Regions from separate parts of the Drosophila melanogaster genome. Here region 1 is linked to region 2. A link is a contact called in public Hi-C data. All regions are on one chromosome and are shown on one strand. The core of a region is the stretch at or near the end of the contact, and the rest is flanking DNA. Distances in the headings are between cores, read along the strand shown. Region 1 holds the start of Arp2 (Actin-related protein 2). Region 2 holds the start of CG42353.

The links. A called contact is a pair of places that touch in the nucleus more often than the background predicts.
Region 1: a contact with region 2 is called in a Hi-C map of the Kc167 cell line, with 1.8 times the contacts expected there. The contact joins the promoter of Arp2 here to the promoter of CG42353 in region 2. A contact is called at or near these places in 3 of 107 Hi-C or Micro-C datasets (the Kc167 cell line, embryo and wing imaginal disc).

What each region holds. Positions count from the first base shown.
Region 1 is chrX:16,551,524-16,555,263 of dm6, reverse strand. Arp2 (Actin-related protein 2) reads left to right here and starts at 1,313. Exons shown (of 7, transcript NM_001103531.2): 1 at 1,313-1,483; 2 at 1,706-1,920; 3 at 2,814-2,924. The coding sequence starts at 1,873. Pp2B-14D (Protein phosphatase 2B at 14D) reads left to right here. Exons shown (of 1, transcript NM_001258786.3): 1 at 1-637.
Region 2 is chrX:16,103,642-16,107,596 of dm6, reverse strand. It overlaps CG42353, which reads left to right and starts at 2,651. Exons shown (of 5, transcript NM_167485.4): 1 at 2,651-2,793. It overlaps CG42354, which reads left to right and starts at 2,651. Exons shown (of 6, transcript NM_001144730.3): 1 at 2,651-2,793.

The sequences.
Region 1 (3,740 bases), core at 64-2,563, 450 kb before region 2:
TGAAAACTAAATTCCATATTGTTAGGCTATAAACAAATGTTTCTATTGATGGACAACATTTCAGGTATAATTTTTGAAAAACAACAAATATTTATTTCAATTGTTAATACCAAAATACGCATAGGTCAACAATTAAGTTTTAATTTTTTTTTTTTAATATAGTTTAATTATCAAAGAACTATACATTTTAAGCCATTAAACGTAGGCAATATTCAGATAATTTTCTGAAATAAATTAATTGTAAATTTTGGATTCTCTTAGGGCGATTTGCATTCCGAGTGTATCAAGAGCCATGGTAAATAATAAAGCTAAGAAGTATTAATAATTCTACACTATGTATGACTAACAATACATTTGCTTAGTTCCCTCGATAAAGAAAGTACATAACTATTGCATGAGGCATAGGCAAAACTTCCTGGCACATAGTAAAAGTAAATAATTGAATAGAACGGCTGAGGAGGAGATGAGTAGATTTTGATAATATGTACGTCAAGACCATGCCAACATACTTATGGGAACTATTTAAAAAGCATTAAAACGTTCAATATAACACATAATACCCAGACAAAAGCAGAATCAAAAAATGCGGGAACGAGACGGCTGCATGGTATATACATACATATATAAGACATTTCGCCTCTTAAAGCAATTATAAAGATAACAAATGAGTAACGTTTATTATATTATTAAATTATACATACATATACATACTATATAAACGGAATAAAATAAATCAGCAACAAACTTTCCATTTTATGGCGTTCGATCACTTAACTTTTTATCCTTGGGAGCAGTATTGTCAAGTTATCATTTTTCTTCTTAATTGCTTAAATTACAATTCTTTAAATACATGCATGTATTCAATGATGGCGCCAAATTTTGAACCTGTTTTAAGTCTTAATTCAAGAATATTTTTCCAAGTATGAGAGTGAACGAGAGGCAAGAGCGCAAACGAAAAATACCAGAAATCAATGTGAGTATTTTGAAATTTCAGCAATTGCCGAATTGGTTTTTCAAATAGATGTGATTAGTTGTTAAATTGCCAAATCTTTAATCCAATAATTTAATTAATAAAGTCTTAATTGAATTGAAATTGTTTTGTGTAAATCCTGTGCAAGTAACATATATTACTAATAAACTTGTATTTTTTAATCTTTTTTAAATTGTTAAAAGTGGCACACAGACTAGTAAACTTAATTAACAAATTTGTAAAATAATAAAAAAATATAATTGGATCTAGTATCTAAACGGTTCTGGTATTTATTTTCGGTGTTTTGTACGCTTCAGTCCAACGCCGATAGTATCGAATATGCATCTATTTTTATTCAACTCTGGGGAGTAACGAGGGAGTTTTTGTACAGCAGTATAACTAAATTATAAGTATAAATAGTCGATAGCGGCAAACTGTTTCGGCCTAAATTTAATTGCGAGTCTAAATTAAGAGTTCAATTCCCAATAACCGCCAAACGAAGCGGCGATAAACGTAAGCGATAGAGTGGCGAAGAGAGCAAGGTTCCCGCCCGCGTGTTGTGAGAGTGTGCGAGTGGAAGAGGAAAGTGTATGATTAAGTACAATCGCTCTCCGGCGGTCCAAATACAAAAAAAGCCGAAAAGGAATCAATTAACAGTAGTGCTCAACAAACGGCCCAGGAAGTCAACAGGAAAGGCGATTGATGTGCAATATTTTGTTTGGTTTTATCGAGCAGAGGCGCTGCGAGCTGTGATTTCAAACCGAATCACAACCAACACCCAAAAAGGCAACCTGGTCGCGTCATCAGTGGAAGTGGAAAGGCAGTTGCCACAGCAGAGGCAGAAGCAACGGGAGTAGCAGAAGCAGTGGTTTTCCAGAGATCCGGTTTTGAGTCCTTCAAGCATGGACAGCAAGGGTCGAAATGTTATCGTCTGTGATAACGGCACTGGGGTAAGATAACGGGAAAGTCACCACCCGCACCGCCCACATCACCCACAAGCGGTGAAAACAGAGCGCACACACCCACACCATCACCAACGACTGGTGTGTGACACACATTTCGAGTGTTGTTGGCTGCGCTTCTTTCGTTTTCTTCTTCTTGTGGACTAAGCAGCGCTTCTGCTGCTGCTGCTTATTTCACTGCTTGCTGGCCAGCGGGCGTTGACGTCGCGGTTAGTCAAGCAGTTGCAGCAGTTGCAATTACGCGATTGCCTCTTCCTCTCCTTTATATTCCGCTTCCCCACTCTTCTTCTTGCTCTCCGCTTGACTAATCAGTGGATTACTCACGATTCCAGCGTTACTCAGTATCTCCCACACCTACATATTTGTCGAAAGAGCGACACTGGCACACACCAACACTTCCATAAAATTTCCGACAATCAGTTCTTATCGCAGGCCCAGAATTTTTGTATTGTGATAACGGTCCGATTTCGATAAGCGTCCGATAAACCACAACAGTAAAAGCGCAAGCAAATGCTGCACCGAGAAAAATGATTTAGCTGGTCCTAAACCAAATAATCAAAACTAATTCAAAAATTTTTGTTTTGTGATAACGGTCCGAATTCGATAAGTCACAGCAGTAAAAACGCAAGGAAATGCTGCACCGGGAAAAATGATATAGCTGGTCTTAAACAAAATGATTAAAAATAATTATTTATTATTATTATGTGCAATTTTTAAGTACCTGTTGATACAAAAGCATTTTAAATTATCATATTACGTGTTAGGGCTTAACTCAAATAATAATATATGTACATATGTCGGCTGTCATATTATTTTAATGTGTTTCCACATACACCATAATATAAATATATGTATTTATGACATCTCCATTTATTTTTCAGTTCGTTAAGTGCGGATATGCCGGCAGCAATTTCCCCACCCACATTTTTCCCTCGATGGTGGGACGACCCATGATTCGGGCGGTCAACAAAATCGGCGATATCGAAGTCAAGGTATGATCCATCGTACTTACCAATTAAAGTATCTAAAATTAATTAACAATATGATGAGATAGTACAACCATATACACTACACAAATTCAATTGTGCACAGGCCATCAAATACACGAATATCCATATATTATATCATTTTTTTTTTCGATGTAACTACTCCATGACTAGTTAAACGGCAAGAAATACATTTAGCGCATAGAAGTTCACTATCCACCAAATTACCCACCATATTTTTTCACCCCTAACCCATCTGATTTTGGAGTGGAATTGCTCTATTTTCTATTCTGTCTATTAGTGTCGCATATCTACTTACTTCTATATAATTTGTTTTCGATCTACCCCATTCGCATATCGTTTCATTTACCATCTTGATTTCATCACTTCTGGGGGTCACTTATCCCAATATTGCATTTTTGCTTGAGTTGCATTGGTCTCGGTGTGTGGGCCCTCATATTATTATACACATGCATACAAAATATATAAATATATATTATGGTAAATATATCATGCTAAAAGTTGGTCCGTGGATATCTGATTTTAACCAAGGTTTAGGCATAGCTTAATAAACTGTGGATATGGAGGCTGAACCCCGCAGACATTAAGCTTTTTTTTTTTTTGAGTGCATCACTTGATTTTCGATATATAGATCTTACTTAGAAGTTCTTTACTTTAGACAGAAGAAACATCAAATTAAGAATCATTAAGAACACATCTTGAATAGCAATAAAAAAAAAAACGATACAGAAAATAAATATTTTTAAAATTGTAATCTTTCTGTTCTTTTTTAATATTCTTATACATTTTTCTGTTCTTTTT
Region 2 (3,955 bases), core at 1,402-3,901:
TGCATGCATGAGGCTCGGGACAACACAACATCAATTTCCTGTTAATGTCCATATTATGAATCGGGGGTACAAAGCAACAGCAGCAGCAGCAGCAGCATCATCATCACAGCAAAGCAAATTTAATTGAGCCCAATGCAAATTATGGTGAAGAGAATTTTCCCACAGATCGCCAAAGGTTTTAACGATACTTTTTCACTGCCTCTTTTTGACGTAATGAGCCTTAAAGTCAAACGTAGACCTGACAGCTCCAATGGCTTAAACGTAGCACAGAAGCTGCAACTAACCACAAATCACAGTAACTCCATTGCATGGGCTCGGTTTTGGTTTTGGTTTGGTCTTGGGTTTGGGTTTGGGTTTGGGTTTTGGTTTCGGTTTTGGCTTTGGCCATGGCTCTCAGTTTTGAGATTCGGGACCAGCAAGATTGCGTTTTGGCTCAGACTTTAGCTGGGAACTGAAACTCCTAACTGGGAGAATATGGGAAGTCGACGCAACGCATAATCATTATCACTTAAATTGGGGGCCCACCTAAATTGGTCGGCCGGCCATACGATGCGATGCCATGCGATGCGATGCGATGCGATGCGATGCGATGCGATCCGATACCAATATGTAAGCATATCCATGGAGCATCCATGGTGAGGCCAACCCCAAGACCAATTATGTGGGTAAAGCCAAAGTCAAAGTCGCTGCTAATACCAAAGCTAAAGCCAAAGACGAAAAACGAAAATTTCCGTCTTGTGAAATAAAAAAGTATATGCATATGCATATGAGGCTGATGCGAAATCCCGGCACCTAAAACACCACAAACCAGACAACAGTCCATCCAGTGCAGTGCAGTTCAGTTCAGTTCAGTTCAGTCCATTCCATTCGCCATCGAAATCGCCCAATTCGAGTACCGTAACCGAACCCCCGAATTAAGCGCACCATGGAATTGTTAAACTCTATGCGACCATCGATTGATTGGCCGACTAAATCCTGAAACCATCATTACGCGCAGATTGCCAGTTAAGCGAACGGAGGCCATGCCCTTGGCATTGTCCACGGATCTGCAAAAGGGGGCATGCCCGCAAAATCGCCTTTTGAAACAGTTCTCACACTAATCCAAAGGAGAGAGGATGGCTCGAGGAGAAGCTCTGTTTTGCTCTGTAAATGGCATGGTACATAATTGCTTAATATCGGTGTCATAAATAGAAAAGCATATTAAGTATAAAGTACAAAAACAACCAAAGTATAGTTGAAAGTTAGTGAATTGGAATTGTAATGGAATTGATACATAGTGATTTAAGATTAAAATTAAATGATTTTTTAAGAACTCAAAACTTAATTCATAAGCCAACTAACAACTAACCAAACAATTGCGATTAGTTATGCCGATTTCAAGTAAATTTTGCTGGTTTCATTTTTTACTTGTAAGGCAAATTGTGAAATAGTGTAGTTAGTTTACTTATTTGTCTGCATAAACTACAGATAAACATAATCAATTTTATTTCGTTTTTCAGTTTGATTAGCCCTAGCTTTATCTAGCGATCACTATTTATTTTATTGTTATTACTGAAAAATAGCACAACGCTAGTCAACCCTAAAAATATAGTAACTACACAAAAAATTTATTTTGTGTAACATACTTTTTTACGTCTGTTTTGAATAAACACCAACAGATGGCGGTAGTTTAGTCTCCAAAAATAGCTACTACGCGCGCTTTTGCAGAACTTGCACTATCCGCTGGATGGCGCTTCACATATTTCTATAATTTCTTACGAGCGTTGCCATATCCACTGATTTTGCTTAAACAATAAGTTTTAGCCGTAACAAACCTACATTGCGGAAATACAATATTTGTAGAAAGTCTCATGTAGCCTTAAAAGAAGTGGTTCCAAATGGGTTCGAAACGCTTAATTGAATATGTAACATTTTACAAAAAAATGTTATCTAAATTTATTTTAAGGCACATGGCAAAAAAAACCGATATTAAGGCTAACGATTTTAAGGTGTGATATTTTTTAAATTGACGTGTTTTCAGTATATTTTGTTAAATTACCATTATTTCCATTCAGCACATACTAAACATTCTTTTAAATTTATTTTTTTAAGAGCCAAATAATTTCATTTCTTACTTTTAATAAATTTCATAATTTGAATTCTCAGCATTCTTATTCCATGCTGCTGGCAACATCATAGGTCGAACTTGTGGCAACGCCTTAAAATATCCTTACTTGAAAAAATAGAACCAAAATAAGCAACACGTTAAGAAATCTCCTGTATAATTTTGTATACCCATTATTTGAAAGTTGGCAAGTATATTTTTGGTTCGTCGACAAGGACCATTGCAGTGGCTTGTTAAGAACAAATTGTTATTTATACATCCTACGTTATAAACATTTAATTTAAAAACATTTCTTTAGCCATAAGAATATACGAAATTAAAACAATCTTCTGATTCAATTAATATGATAAGATATATGCCAATTTCACCCGTTTCTTTCGGTGTAGGCCAGGTCAGCCGGAAATCTTAACTTAAGCCAGAACGAAATCTCGCCAGTCCGGTAGCGCTGCAGATACAATGAATACAAATACAACGCTTTAAGAGAAGCCTATGTTATTAAAAGTGGATCGTATTGTGGATTCCATTTGCCGCAAAAAAAATCGTTGCTGTCGCAGTCAACTTTGAAATCTTGTGGTGAGCGGACGTGTTATTTTTTTGTTTGGTTTTCCCGTTCCCGAACGCCGGAGTACTTTTTGTTGTTAAGTGCGCGTCGTCGTACCGCCGCTATTCTATTGTTCACGTTTGTTTAGGTAATTGTCGTTAAATAAAGTCAAATACAATCACACCGTATATACGGATAGTATCTGTATATTGGCCCTGTATGTCTAACCGCCTTTGCATCTGTGTGTTATATTTACTTTACCATCAAGTACGACAAAATATTCGACTGTTTTTCATTTATTTTTTTTTCGGGCTTTTTGGCTTTGTAACACACATTGTACCACCGATGTACGGCGAAATTAATAATACTCAAAACAGAGAAACATAAAAACAGTGGTGGTTCGTTGGTTCGGTGGGGGAGGGGTTTTTGGGGATCTCAACCACCGCCGATTGTTTATAGTGGTTGTGTGTGTGAACGAACGTTAGTGCGAGTGTGTGTATCTGTATGATTTTGTATCTTTTTGTTGTTGTTGTTGTTGTTGTTTTTGTTTTTGTTGTATTCGTGAGTGAGTGCGGGTTAAAGCAAGAGTTTGTGAAAAAAAAAAAACGAAATAACGTTGGGGGTTTTCTTCAAGACCAACTGGGATCTGGGATATTCTTATTGGCATCCGTCAGTTACTGCGCGGTGAATGAACTCCAATCCGAACTCACACTTTGGCCGTCTAGCTGCCAAACCAACGGAAAAAACGAGGCGCACTAAGCATTAAACGTAAAAAAGAAATATATGTAAAAAATAACAAAAAAAAATGAAGGAAATAACCAAAGCAAGCACAAACTCAAACTCAACTAAAACCACAAAATGGTGGCTGAGACACACAATTATGGCTTATTTTCGAAATATTAACCCAACTGTGCGCAACGGCAATAGCAACAGCAAATAACCATAACAATGACGAAAGCAAAAAGGCAGAAAAAGCAAGAAAACCTAGGTCCAATCAGAAAAAAAAAAGCAAAAGCAAATGAGAGCAGCGGCTGCAGTTTAATGTCTTTCACAGTTGCCTTCAATACGGGCTCTTCCCAAATCGGAACGGACACTGATTCATTTTGGGAACACAAAATCCAAAATCTATTTGGAACGAGACTCCATGCGGAATTAGGGATGCAATTCCCAATTCCGTGGTGGTAAGGGTAAATTTATGCCATAAATCGATCCATGCTATGGACCGTAAAGGTACACTAAAAAAACACACAACAGCACACACACACACACACATTCGAATTTATAAGATTTGAGGAGGGTTGGGCTCTTTG